Linked DNA regions of Ovis aries: region 2 is linked to region 1. Evidence: chromatin contacts called from public Hi-C data. All regions are on one chromosome and are shown on one strand. Each heading gives the region's core, a stretch centred on a gene start, on an enhancer-like site or on the middle of the called end of the contact. The rest is flanking DNA. Distances are from core to core; before and after follow the strand shown. Region 1 has its middle 130 kb from the start of ARHGAP28. Region 2 overlaps ARHGAP28 (Rho GTPase activating protein 28).

Region 1 (6,682 bases), core at 2,447-4,946:
ATCCTCGTGGTGTCAATCAACAGGTTTGATCCTCCATCACCTGTACTTCCAGTAAAATGGTAGTTTTATCTAGATTCTTGATTGGGTTTCAGTTATTTTCTTTCTTTTTTCCCTAAGAGTTCTTCATAGATTATACTATTTACTTCCACCAGGAAATAGATACTGTCTGGTTGACTCTGTTTGGTGTTTATTGCTTTGACATCATTGCCTGGACCCTTGGAAAGATAGGATACATGCTCGATTCTTTCCTTTCAATGACAAGCACAATGAGTTGGCTTGCTAATATCCTCAGAGGTAACCAAACACTAAACATAGTTGATACATTTCAATGCTCTGCATTGTGATCCTTATGATGCTCTAATTGCCCTATTCTTAGCCAATGGGAGCTTATTTAATTAGGACACTGAATCCTTTTGGTGTGATCCTAATTGTATTTGGTAGGTTGTTTTTTTTTTAATAGTTTGAAAAGATATTCCAATCTCTCTTTCTTTTTAAAGTATATAATTCAGTGTATTTAGTACATTCACACTGTTATGCAACCATGATGTCTCTCTGGTTTCAAAACTTGTCATCGCCCCAAGGACACTGCACCAGTTAAATGGCCACTCGTCACCCCCTAAACTTTCTAGCCTCTAATGACCACTAATCTGCTTCTTATCTCTATGGCTGTCCCTACTCTGGACATTCCATATAAGTGGAACTACACATTATGGAGCTTTTATGTCTGGCCTCTTGCACTCATCGTAATGTTTTTGAGGTTTATCCATGTTGTGGCATCTATCAATACTTTATTCCTTTGTGTGACTGAATAACAATTCAGTGTATGGCTATACCACATCTTGTTTATCCTTTCATCTGCTGATGACTTTTGGTTTGTTTCTACTTTTTGGCTATTATGACGAGTGGCACTGTGAATATTGGAGTACAAGTATTTGTCTGCACACATATTTTCAATCCTCCTGAAGAGTGGAATCGCTGGCATGTGTGTGGGTGTGCTCAGTCACGTCTAATTCTTTGCGACCCTGTGGACTGTAGCCCACCAGGCTCCTCTGTCCATGGACTTTTCCAGACAAGAAAACTGGAGCAGGTTGTCATCTCCTACTCCAAGGGAACTTACAGATCCAGGGATCGAGTCCATGTCTCTGGTGTCTCCTGTATTGACGGGCAGATTGTCACCCCTGAGCCACCTGGGAATCACTGAGTCACATGATAATTCAGTGCTTGACTTTTTGAGAAAATGCCCAGCTATTTTTCACAACTGCATCATTTTACATTCCTACCAGTTATGTACAGGTTTTCCAATTTCTTCACATCCTTGCCAACACTTGTAATTTTCCATGTTTTTTTTCAAATATAGCCATCCTAATGCGTGTGAAAAATACACTTAAAATTATATGTACTTTATATTACAACCTAGTAACACACATAAGGAATAATTAAAATAAAAGCTTCAAAAATAATACAGTACCTTGATATTTTCTAGGGCTTTCCTGGTGGCTCAGATAGTAAAGAATCCACCTGCAATGCAGGAGACCTGGTTCTATCCTTTGGTTGGGACGATCCCCTGAAGAAGGAAATGGCAACCCTCTCCAGTATTCTTGCCTGGGGAATCTCATGGACAGAGGAGCCTGGCAGGTTGCAGTCCATGGGGGCGTAAAGAGAAGGATACCACTGAATGACTAAACTTTCACTTTAGTATTTTCCATTTTATTGGAGCATAATTTATCTTATTTTATTTTTCCTTTAAAATGCTGGTTACCACTCACTACACTGATGTCATTATCCACTAAAGTGTTGTGATCCACAGTTTCAAAGTCATTGCTCAGTTTGGGTGTACAAATCTTTCGAAGGGCTCTTTTGTATTTGCATGAAAAATGGAACTGATTTCTTTTTATGAGTACTAGATGATACCTTACTATACAGCAAAGAATACCATAATTATAATTTACATTAACAGCAAAGTATGCTGAATATCTCAAAGTTACTGGAAGAGTGCTGGTCCAAAGGTTGGAAAGCCAAGGTTCACTCCGACTGTGAAGTTTGCATCTGAAACACCTGAGATTCATTTTTTGCAGCCAGTAGATAAAGGTACTGATGGACAGCACACCCAGCAGGAGACTCGCAATGAAGATTGGGTAACAGCATAATTGATGGGCTTGTAGTTTGAAAACAGTGACATGTTGTCAACAGTGGCTTGATGCTTAAATGTGTCCACAGGAGCCTGCCTGCAGTGCTTTAGTCAATAATAGTCAATAAACAGTAACAGCTCACTGATCGGCCATAGGCCAGTCAGGGTTCAAAGCCCTCCGTCTGTACTAGTCTTCATAACTGCCCCCCAGGTAAGTCCTGGTGACATTAGGCCCCTTGTACAAACAAGGAAATCCAGGTGAGTTAACCTGGTAACAAGTAACTTCACCAGAATTCCATCTTTAGTAAGTGGCAGAATTAGGTTTCAACCCAGAAACTCTGGTTCTAGTTGCCTGAATGTGTAAGCTACTATGAAAGTGAAAGTGTTAGTTGCTTAGTTGTGTCTGACTCTTTGTGACCCCATGGATTTTAGCCCGCCAGGCTCCTCTGTCCATGGAATTCTCCAGGCAAGAATACTGGAATGGGTTACCATTCCCTTCTCCAGGGGATCCTCTCAACCCAGGGATCAAATCCAGGTCTCCTGCATTGGAGGCAGATTCTTTACCATCTGAGACACCAGGGAAGGTCATATAGTATATCTCTATCAAGTACTATAGCGTATCATTTTTAAAGCTAGAAATCAGCATTTTATATTAGTACCTCTAAGCATTTATAATGTTTTCTGTAACATCAAGTATTAATATCTTGATGCTTATTTATAACAAGCATTATATATAAATAATAATTATAAATGCTTATTTGAGAAAAACCAGGGAAGAAAAAGATATACTTTTATTTTTCCACATTTTTGTGGAAACATTTTCATCAGCAGGTCACTGCAGGATCAGATATCAGCTTTGACGCTTAAAGACGAACAGAAGGTTTTCTGGTGTGTGTGTGTGTGTGTGTGTGTGTGTGTGTGTGTGTTCGCTCATGCAAGCTTCAAACAGAGATACAGCAGGAATAAAGACGCAGTTGTCCAGGAATAGAAAGGAAACCCAAGGAGAGAGGAGACCAGGGGCTTAGCTGTCAGTGTCACAGCCTCCGAGCCCTGCCCTACTGACCCCAAGCAGCCATTAAACATCCCCCATCCCTGGGAATGCCGCTCCTGGTCTGGCAATTGTGAAGGCCTGTCCAGCCTGTGGGGCAGAGATAAGCCTAAATCTAGCCTCTGATTCCGGACATGAGCCGAGGCTTCTATGGGTTGAAGAGATATGGTTTTCAGCTGCAGAGCCTCGAAGACTAAGAGTCTCTTGCTGTCATGTATTATCCAGATCAATTCGGTTGAAGTGTCCCTGTAAGTGAATGTAAATGGCAGTGGGAACTTGCTAACGGAGAAGTGAGCCACAAAACCTTGTGTTTCAGGCCAGAGACTAAGTCCTCACTAGGAGACGCTGTGTGTACAGGAAGAGGGGCTTTTCCCCGCCCTGTACCCCTCCCCCGCCCCCACAGGAAGATCTTTCTTCTGAGTGCTGCTCTGGGATGCTGCCCGAAACCGATGTCTCTTAAGAATTCTGTTGCCAGGTTGAGCAACAGCCAGGCTCCGTTTTGGAACTGGGTGAACCGGGCTAATAAAAAACAGGTCCTTCTCCTCCACCAGCCAGTTCTCCCGAGGCCAGGGGGAAACCCTGCCTTCAGGCTCCCACGCGCTGCCTGGCGACCGTCAGATGGTGCTTGGTTTGCCATCACTGGAAAAGCCTCCATGTCCGTATAAGCGAAAAAAGATGCCGTTGGCTTACAAATCGCTGCGCCGGTGATGTGTCGAGCGGATGGTTTTTAAAGGTTCCTCTCTCTGATGATTAATGCAGAATGATGTCCTGCTGACAAATTCAGAGGTTCTTGTGCCGACACTCAAGTGCAGCGCCTGGCCTTCGTGACCCGGCTGCTGGCAGGGTGTCCATCTCTGAGTGCAAAGAGAGAACCCTCTGAACTCATCCTGTGAACCTCTCTGTGGGCTTCAGAATCCCTGGGTCTGAACAGAAACGGTTCAGAACACCTTCCCTGGCTAGGCAACTCTTGCACGGCGGGCGGACGAAAGTTCCCAGTCCCGCTTCACAGATACCCGGAATTCACAAAACCCGAGGACTTCTCTCACTCAACTTTCAACTGAAAGTTCAAACACAAAACAACAGAGGCTCACAGAGCGATGGATCAGGACCCGGCACCAGAAGCAGATATGTGTCATGAATTCCTCCTGAAACTCCATCATTTGCAGACCTCTGAGAGCCCATGGGTCTGTTTTCCGTGGTTCATACTCGTTGACTTCACAGCATGAAGTCTCAGATTGTTCCAAGATGAATGAAGAGCTCAAATGGGCTGGCTTATGTGAACAGTTTATTCTAGATCCTTCTTTTTTTGTTTTTATTTTTTTGTATTTCTTCCTATTTTTTCCTCTCTAGCCTATCTACTAAAGGAAGCATGGAAAGAAAAAAGGCTGGTGGGAAAATCATATCAAGTGATAATGACACGTCCTGGTGGAAAAAGTTCTGGGGCAAACAGATTCAGGGTTTAACTGTTAAGCTAACACGAGATTACCTATCCTAACAAGATTTAAGCATCTTGTTTTTCTAAATGCTCTTTCATTGGTGTTAAAACAGGGGAAATATGACATCTAACCTTTTTTTCCTGAGAAAATAATCACCATCCTCCACACTTTGCCAACAAAAATCCTTTTTTTGTTTTTTCCATTTATTACAGGAGTTACAGTATCTGCAACTTGGGAAAACCACCACTCTAGCTGGGGTGTTTGGTTTCGTCTTTGGCCCTTGGCCTTTTTGTGCGTGAGAGATGTGTCCACATGTAAGTATGTGTATGTTCATGTGTGTTGTGTGTGTGTGTGTGTATGTGTGTTAATTTAAGCTGAGGACCCTGAGATATAAGAAATCATCGTTTGCAGGGAATGCATTCTTCATCTTTATTCTCCGAACCTTTCATAGTTTTGTGTTTTTCATTAATGACAGATATCATATGATATCACTTATATGTGGAATCTTAAAAATGGATTCATATGCACTTATGTAGAAACAGAAATAGATCCACAGACATAGAAAACAAACTCTGGTTTCCAACGTATAAGGGGAGGAGAGATAAATTAGAAGGCTGGGATTAACAAATACACACTGCTATATACAAAGTAGGTAAACAACAAGGACCTACTGTATAGCACAGGAAACTCTAGCTAATATCTTGTAAAAACAATAATGAAAGAAATCTGAAAAACATTATACATGTGTGTATATAACTAAATCACTTTGCTGTACTCTTAAAACTAACACAACATTGTAAATCAACTATGTGTGTGCTCAGGCACTCAGTTGTGTCCAACTCTTTGCAACTCCGTAGATTGTAGCCCACCAGGCTCCTCTGTCCATGGAGTTCTCCAGGCAAGAATACTGGAATGGGTTGCCATTTCCTTCTCCAGGAGATCTTTCATCAACTGTACTCCAATTAAATAATAAATAAATAATAAAGCATCAGCAATCTATTCTTTTTAGAAAATTGTTTGGATTTATTCACTGGAAGGTTGGATCTATTTAAAAAACCACCAAAACCATCCTGTATTTTCTGCAGTGGCTGATTGCTCTTTGTAGAGCCCTGTGGAATATTTTCATGCTATCACAGGGGAACAGCACATCTAGGGTGGATTCTGTTTTCTGTGCCTAAAAAATCTCTATCTCCTCTTGCCAGATGCAGGAACACAAATGAAGTTCCATGTCCTTCTGGTTGAACACTTAATGGAATTAAAAAATATATATGTATGACATTTGTGTATGGAAATAGACATATACACACAAACAAATGAATACAAGTAAAACTGAAGAAATCTAAGTGAGATCAGCAGATCGTAATCTGTTTCAGCTTCCTGGTTGTGATATTATGCCATTGTTTTATGAGATGTTGCCTTTGGGATAAACAGTAATAGTTACATGGGACCCCTCTGTATTTTCTTTTTTATAATTGAATGTGAATGTATATCTCAAAGTTTCACTAATTATAAAAAATTTAGAAAAGTAACAAGAGAAGAAATCCACATATTACTTTTAAAAGGCACTCAACATTTGTATTTTTAAAATAATTAAAAATATTTAAAAGCCAAAGTGGTCTTTTAAAAATCTTTATTTTATAAATTATTCGTTATAGCACCTAAAAAAATGTAGGAAAACAGACACAGTGTACTTCAGTTTGTTAGTTCAGAGCTTAAAATATTTTTTGGTTGATTAAACCAACAAACTAAATTCTAGTGAAAAATATGAAGGTAAGTTTTTAGTTGTTTTTGTGTAGTTTAATGCATTTTATTCTCATGGACAGCATCTAGGTAAAACTGAAAATTTTGTGACTTTGGATGGAAAACATGTTGAGATTAGATAAATGCATTTACCATAATTGCTTTTAAAAAGAGCCTTTCCTTTTTGCAAAAACAATGTTTGCTTTTCAGGAGTGAGAGGCAGTTTTTAAGAATAATTGTAATGCTTCAGAATAAAATGTGAGCTTGAGATGAAAAGCACAGTTACACATTTAACCATCTAACTGCGTTGGCTATTACAGAGGATGAAGA
Region 2 (6,682 bases), core at 2,469-4,968, 140 kb after region 1:
ACTGATGTGGAAGTTGTTTGCTTTAAAAGTGAATAGCTTAGAGTTAGTTGCTTTGCTGTGCACTTGAGACTATCACAATATTGTTAACTGACTGTACTCCAATATAAAGTTAAAGGATAAAAAAAGTAAATAGCGTATGTTGGTGTATTGTTTTATTGCTTATGTAATTTAATTTAAATATTATTTATTGTTGCTATTTTTTTCTTTATTTTCAGGCAGATCTTAAAGCCATTAGTGGTACTTTTGTTCTAATATTGCTATTTTTAGCATGCTTCGTGATTTACTTTTGATTAGATAGGCTGGTTAGAACTGTGTAAAGAAAATGCTGTTCAAATGACTAAAATATATAATCTAAGGAGAAATTTTGATAGCATTTATTTCCATTTCTTTGAGGATTTTTTGGTTTTCTTGTTTGTGTTCGTGTCCTCTGTGTTCTGGTTACTTGAGTTAGTGAGTTTTGTATAATGTTCTGTCTTTTATAACATGGAATTCCATGCATCCATTGTTCTGAGAATATTAGAGGATATGCATCAAAATGTTAACATTGTGTCGGAAAACTTAGAGTGCAAACTAAAGAAAGTAGTGGATTGTTTTCATTATGTATCATCTTCCTAAATATTTGCAGTTTATGACATATTCTTTGAGTATCAGATGTTTTACATCAGTCTTCAATAAATGACTATTACAGATAAAACTATCCATTTGACAGACATTCAGTGCCAAGTAATTCCAAGCGTGGGAGGACATCTACTAATGTCAAGTTGAGAACCAGCTGTGGTGTCTCGTGTTGCCCTTAATAACTGATTAAACCTGTGCATTCCATTTCTGATCCCTTTGACAGATAGATGATGACTGCACACAAACACGTAATACCAAGGACAGGAAGCAGAAGGAGGAACTGGAAACCAAAGAGAGGAGTATGTAGTAGTTTTAAATTGTCCAACACCTGAGATCTATATATACTGTGTTAGTCATTCTAAGTTGTATATCTTTTATGTATAAGAGAGTAATCTTTATTCCTATGTTAAATTTTCTGGTCAGTGGACCAGATTTGCTCTTGTAACTCTTGTAATGTATAAGGACAAGAATTCCTTCGAAGTTTCCTGTTCAGTATTTAGAAAACAATGGACATGCATTTGTCTTTATACAAAGACCTATCAATGGATTTATATTTTTATAGAGCTATAGAGAAACCTGACAGGTGTTTAGAACAAAAAGGTTTAACTTACTAAAATGCCATTTTAACTAATAATTTGATGTTTGATCTCTTTCCTTCCCACTTTTCCCTGCCTTCATTACCATACTGAAAAAAATCACAGAGTAGCCAAAGTTAACAGGTCAGTGGTTGGGACTGAATCCATATTTAAGTGGCTGGGGATATAAAGCAAAACAGAAGAGGATAAATGTAGTTAAAGAAGTAAGGACTAAGCTTCCTTTCTAAAGATTTCCTTGACAGTTGTAGCCAGAAGAATTTTCACCTACCATAACAATAATGATCATTTGGTAATTCATCATATACTGTCCTGTGGTGTCAATTCTGGTTGTTTTTTTTTTTTCCCCCAAAAAAGTCCTCATTTTATTGGTAGTTTACGTGTGTGGCATACACTATCTCATTTAATCCTTCCCACAATCCAGTGACATAGGAGGAAACTGAGGGACAGAGAATCAGCCCGAGATCACATAGCAAGGTGATGACTGTCTTTCCAAAACTGGTGCCTATAACCTGTTATTTAAATCTTGAAACATTATTTTGTATATTACGGATTTAGTGTTTTTCTGCTGCAATTTGGTTATAGGTTTATTGAGAGCAGGGACAGCATTATGGTATCCCCACTTAGCAACCAGCATTAGTAACTCTTCCACAGTAGATATTATGCTTAGTGTTGACTTAATCATTTTTTGCAATCATGACTATTCTGTTTAAATGGAATAAGCATGGAGTGAGTTACTTGTGAATGGATACAGTTTGAGAAATTTTGTTAACCCTTGAAGGGAAATAATGGTTGTTTTTTTTTTTAATGTAAATGCTGTATTCTTGCCCTCTTGCAGTCTTATTTAGGTAACGGTATTTTAAAAATGGACAAAACGTATTATAGAAGTCAATTAGCTTGACCATGGAAGTGAGATCCAAGCAATTTTGAGTTATAGGAAATATTCCCAGGGCTCTTTTTTAGGCAGAAGGAAAAGAAGGCATTTTTTAAATCCTTTAACCTGTAGGTTCACGTTCTTAGAATTTTTTTCATTTTAGTTTTATCAATTATTTTCTCTAACTACTAAGACAGATTTCTATGGCTAAAAACGTATTTTTCATTTTGTTCTTTCCATGTGATCTATAACATACAGTTCTTAATGCAGGTCAAGAAACAAGGCTCCCTGAGAATTAATGGGGTTTTCCTTTTGTCTCTCCTGATATTCAGTCAGGTTTTCACTTTGTCTTGACTGAAACCAACCAAGGGATAAGCAGCTCCTGGACCACGCCTTTGTGCAGACCAGTTCTGTTGTAAATGTTGCTTGGAAACTTAGGATAAGTTGAGCTAGATTGTGCAGTCCAGTCTGGACTCCGGGCCATCCCTGGTCTCCTGTCTGCCTGAGCACAGCCTGTGTCCCTCGGTGACCCTGGAGCCACAGATGATGCTGAACCGAAATTGGGCTTCAAGGATTTCTGTTTAGAAAACAAACCCAGGGCTCATTGTAGTCTGGACTTGAATCTTCGGGAGAGGTCAGAGTCCACAGAGTGGCCTCCAGGCACTTGTGTTCATTTTCCAGGGGATTCATTTTGATCAGCTTTGTTTTTCAGAACACTGAAACTATTAAAGACTAGACCGTCATTTTAGTTATACATAAACAGTGTGGCTTGGGCTTCCCTGCCAACTGCCATGTCTTTAGAAGTGTTTTCTATTTTTAACCAGCCGAGTTGTTCAGAGCATATTACTAATAGGAACTGAGCATCATGAAAAAAAAGTAATGAGTGAGGACTAATCTCTGTGGTTCAGCTGGGGAGCAAAGAATGGAAAAGGGCCTTGTGGAATGCGTCAGGGGTCTGAGTTTGTCCTCCCGACCCCTGGTCACCCACTTGCATTACCGCGGCACCTACGCTGGCCCAAGGCGTGGACAAATGTGTTCTGGGAGCAGTCAGGCCAACAGCAAGGAAAACATGGAGGCGGGGGAAACCGGAGACCTGATGAGAGACCATTAAATGTCTAGAACTGGAGAAAAGGTGGTGACCGTTAAGAGAACGACATTTCCTTAGCTTCCTTTCAAACACTATTACGACTCCCCATGCTCGTTATCTCACCAGACGTAACTTGGAGAGTCTGGAAAACACACTCACTGTGACTTTTCATTGGCATCTTAAAGAAAAACATTTGCTGACCTCAGTGGAGCAGGCAATTAAATGGGAAAAGCGCTGACTGTTAAGTTTCCGCAGATTCTGTTTTGAAAGAACAGATGATGCCTGGCCCCTGTGATTTTTAACATACCACGACTTCACTTCTCTCCTCCTCACTTAGAAAGCTCAGTGATTACAAGGTCCACTTGGCAACTATTTTGGTAAAATCAAAATTGTGCTTAGTTGCAGAAAGCCCCATGCCAGAGGACTCCCCCCTCTTCAGTTGCTGGAAGCTGGTAATTGGAAAAAGCAGGCCACGCTCTGCTTATTTAAAGCTGTGTCATCCTTTGTGGGGCAGTGAGTCAACACCAGCTAAAACAACATGAGTCATTGTTTAGAAGAAGCCCAGGAGAAGCTGATTTCAATTATACAGTCCTAAATAGACACGATACTACTCTTATCTATACTCTAAAAAAGTTTTTATTGTGGAAGTTAAGGAACATTAGCACCCATTCTCTTTAGAGTTCATGGAAGTATTAATACAATACTTCGATACTCAGAGGACTTTTGAAGGGGGTCTTAAGAAGGAACTCTTCTTTCAGTTAATCTAAATTTTACACTGATTTCTTTTTTCTTCTGTCTCTTCCACTCTCCACCTCTACCTCTCCGCTCATACCCAGTTCAGACCATTATAGTTTTAATCTGGTTTCAGAGCTGTTGGGTTAAAATCCATAAATTCACAGTTGTGGTATTGTAACTGTTTGCTGCTTCTGTCCCAGGATCCCCCTGTGTCTTTATTTCTCTGGAGAGGAATGGATAGCTTTAAGGTACACCATGATTGTGGGGCAGAGAAACACTTTGGAAAGCTAATGCACTGATCCAAGTAAAGATGATGAGAGTCTAGATGAGGATACAGATAGAAGGGAATAATAAGGGAGCCTGTGGGGAAAACAGCAGTGAAGTTGGTGTGATTTGGTGATTAATGCATACAGGGAACCAGGAAAAACTCTTTTGAGTTTTTGTTTTGGAGTGTTATGAACTGAGGCTTCCCTTGTAGCTCAGCTGGTAAAGAGTCCGCCTGCAATGCACAGATCCCGGTTCGACTCCTGGGTTGGCAAGATCCACTGGAGGAGGGATAGGCTACCCACTCCAGTATTCTTGGGCTTCCCTGGTGGCTCAGCTGGTAAAGAATCTGCCTGCAGTGCGGGAAACCTGGGTTCCATCCCTGAGTTGGGAAGATCCCTTGGAGAAGGGAACAGCTACCCACTCCAGTATTCTGGCCTCGAGAATCCCATGGACTGTATAGTCCATGGGGTCTCAAAGAACTGAAATTGAGAATTCTAATGGATGAGCAGAAAGTGACCAGGGGAAATTTAGCCTGTGAAATTTGGAACTCAGCTGATGTACCCAGCTCAGTTCAGTTCAGTTCAGTCACTAAGTCATGTCCTGCTCTTTTTGACCCCATGAACTGTAGCACACCAGGCTTCCCTGTCCCTCACCATCTCCCAGTTTGTTCAAACTCAATGTCGATTGAGTCGGTGATGCCATCCAACCATCTTGTCCTCTGTCGTTCCCTTCTCCTCCTGCCTTTAATCTTTCCCGGCATCAGGGTCTTTTCCAGTGAGTCGGCTCTTCACATCCGGTACCCAGCTGATGGTTGGCTATACAAGTTGGAAACTTGGGCAGGAGATCAAGGCTGAGAGTTCTAAGCTATTTACTCACGGGAGACTTCAACATTTGAGAGACAGTTAAAACTGGGACTGGATGAGATCTGGCAGGAGATTATAGGGTCTCTGTAGAGAGAGCTGTGGAGCGAACGTGGAACCCAAGGAACAGCGCCAGGTGGAGTGAGGCAAAGCGTTGGGGGCCTCTGATGGAGACTCTTTGGGAACTTTCTGGAAGCCCAGGCATCAGACTCAGAGTGAGTGGACAGCTGTATCAGGTATCTAAATGATCAGTAAGGTCAAAACTAAACATTGTCCACAGGCTTTGTAGTGAAGATAACAATGGAGACCTTTGCTAGCCTGGGTCTGAGGGAAGTGAGAGGGGGAAGCCTATTTGCTGCAGGTTGGAGAGTGACTGAGGTCAGGAAGCAGAGGCAGCCAGGGGAACCTATTGTCAAAGCTTAGCTGTGGGAAGGTGGAAAGAGAGGAAGGCAGGAGCAAGAGCGGAGCTTTTAAAATGAACTGAACATTGGTCAGAAGTCAACAAAGAAACCTAGCACTTGTAAATTGTAAGACTTGAACACACTTGAGCTCCTGCTTATAATCCTGTGATAACATTTCTGCGTGGAGGATGAGCCTTTATCACTAGGCCCACAGTGGTGTGTCAGCGCTTCTGGGAAGGGAACATTGTTTACTTCATGGCTGACTCTTTCACTGCCTTCCCCCTCCCCCATTGAAGAGTCTTAACAAATTGCTGCTGAGTAAACCCTGAGGGGGCTGATCTGTGTAGATGTGGCCTCTCCTTGGGCCGAGGAGCTGTTAGGGAAGTCTTCCAAAATCTCAGCGTCGCTTCCTCTGTGAGGGCTGCCTCCTCCCCAAGTTGCTCACTCCACCTCTGTGCCTTCTCTGCCTCTATACTCCTCTTATTACGCTTATCCGCTACTTAATAGTAAGACTTATGTGGCTGACCTTTCCAAAGATGAGCAGGTTGTTGATGCCCTGGACCATGTCGTATTCATCTCCAGTCCCTGGCACATACATGCTTATTGAGTAAGTGAACAATTAATTCACTAAATAATAGGGAAGGTATTTTAAATATATGACCATATTTTCATAATTGGCTATAATTTTGAGCCTAGAAGTATTAGAAATGTTGGACTGGTGGTGTGTTGGAGAATATAGCATCCTGATTTTGCATATTACCTGCTTTCCCAGAATCGACTAAACTAGCCTTTGGTCATAGGATAACTGAGACTCTTTGGTGATATGCTATGAAGTAAAGATAGAAGTCAAAGCTGGCAAGAATTGTAAATGAACATGCCTTGACACATAAAACTGAGAGCAGCATGGATAATGAGAAGAAGGTAAATATAGCCTCCATTGTTTTAAAGATTAAATTTTGCTCAAGGGTCACTTTGCTTATTAAAACAAGAAGAATTTAAACTGATTTTTACAATAAAAGCGAAATTGAGCAACCTTCTACTGAGCCTCTGTGTGCCGTATACCCTATCAGGTTCTGGGGCTGCAAAAATGGTTACTAGTCTTTCTGTGAGAATAGATGGACTGTCATCTGGCATTTCAGTGGCATCCGAAGTACAGCTCGTTGAGGGTAGAAGTGATGTCTGTCTCTCTGTGTGTGTCCCAGCATTAGCCTCCAGGCCCCCCAGAGTGGACATTCAGTATTTGAATG

The links. A called contact is a pair of places that touch in the nucleus more often than the background predicts.
Region 2: a Hi-C map of tail adipose tissue shows a contact between it and region 1, with 2.3 times the contacts expected there. The contact joins two enhancer-like sites. A contact is called at or near these places in 2 of 16 Hi-C or Micro-C datasets (skin fibroblasts and tail adipose tissue).

What each region holds. Positions count from the first base shown.
Region 1 is chr23:40,143,400-40,150,081 of ARS-UI_Ramb_v3.0, forward strand. No RefSeq gene overlaps it. Among named protein-coding and RNA genes, the nearest start is that of ARHGAP28, 130 kb to the right of the region's middle. Within about 2 kb of position 3,697, at least 5 of the 54 cell types and tissues checked have an H3K27ac peak or open chromatin away from gene starts, as enhancers often do. A contact at or near this core is called in tail adipose tissue, where this site is marked.
Region 2 is chr23:40,285,618-40,292,299 of ARS-UI_Ramb_v3.0, forward strand. All of the region lies in intron 1 of ARHGAP28 (Rho GTPase activating protein 28), which reads left to right. Among named protein-coding and RNA genes, the nearest start is that of ARHGAP28, 9.5 kb to the left of the region's middle. Within about 2 kb of position 3,719, at least 16 of the 54 cell types and tissues checked have an H3K27ac peak or open chromatin away from gene starts, as enhancers often do. A contact at or near this core is called in tail adipose tissue, where this site is marked.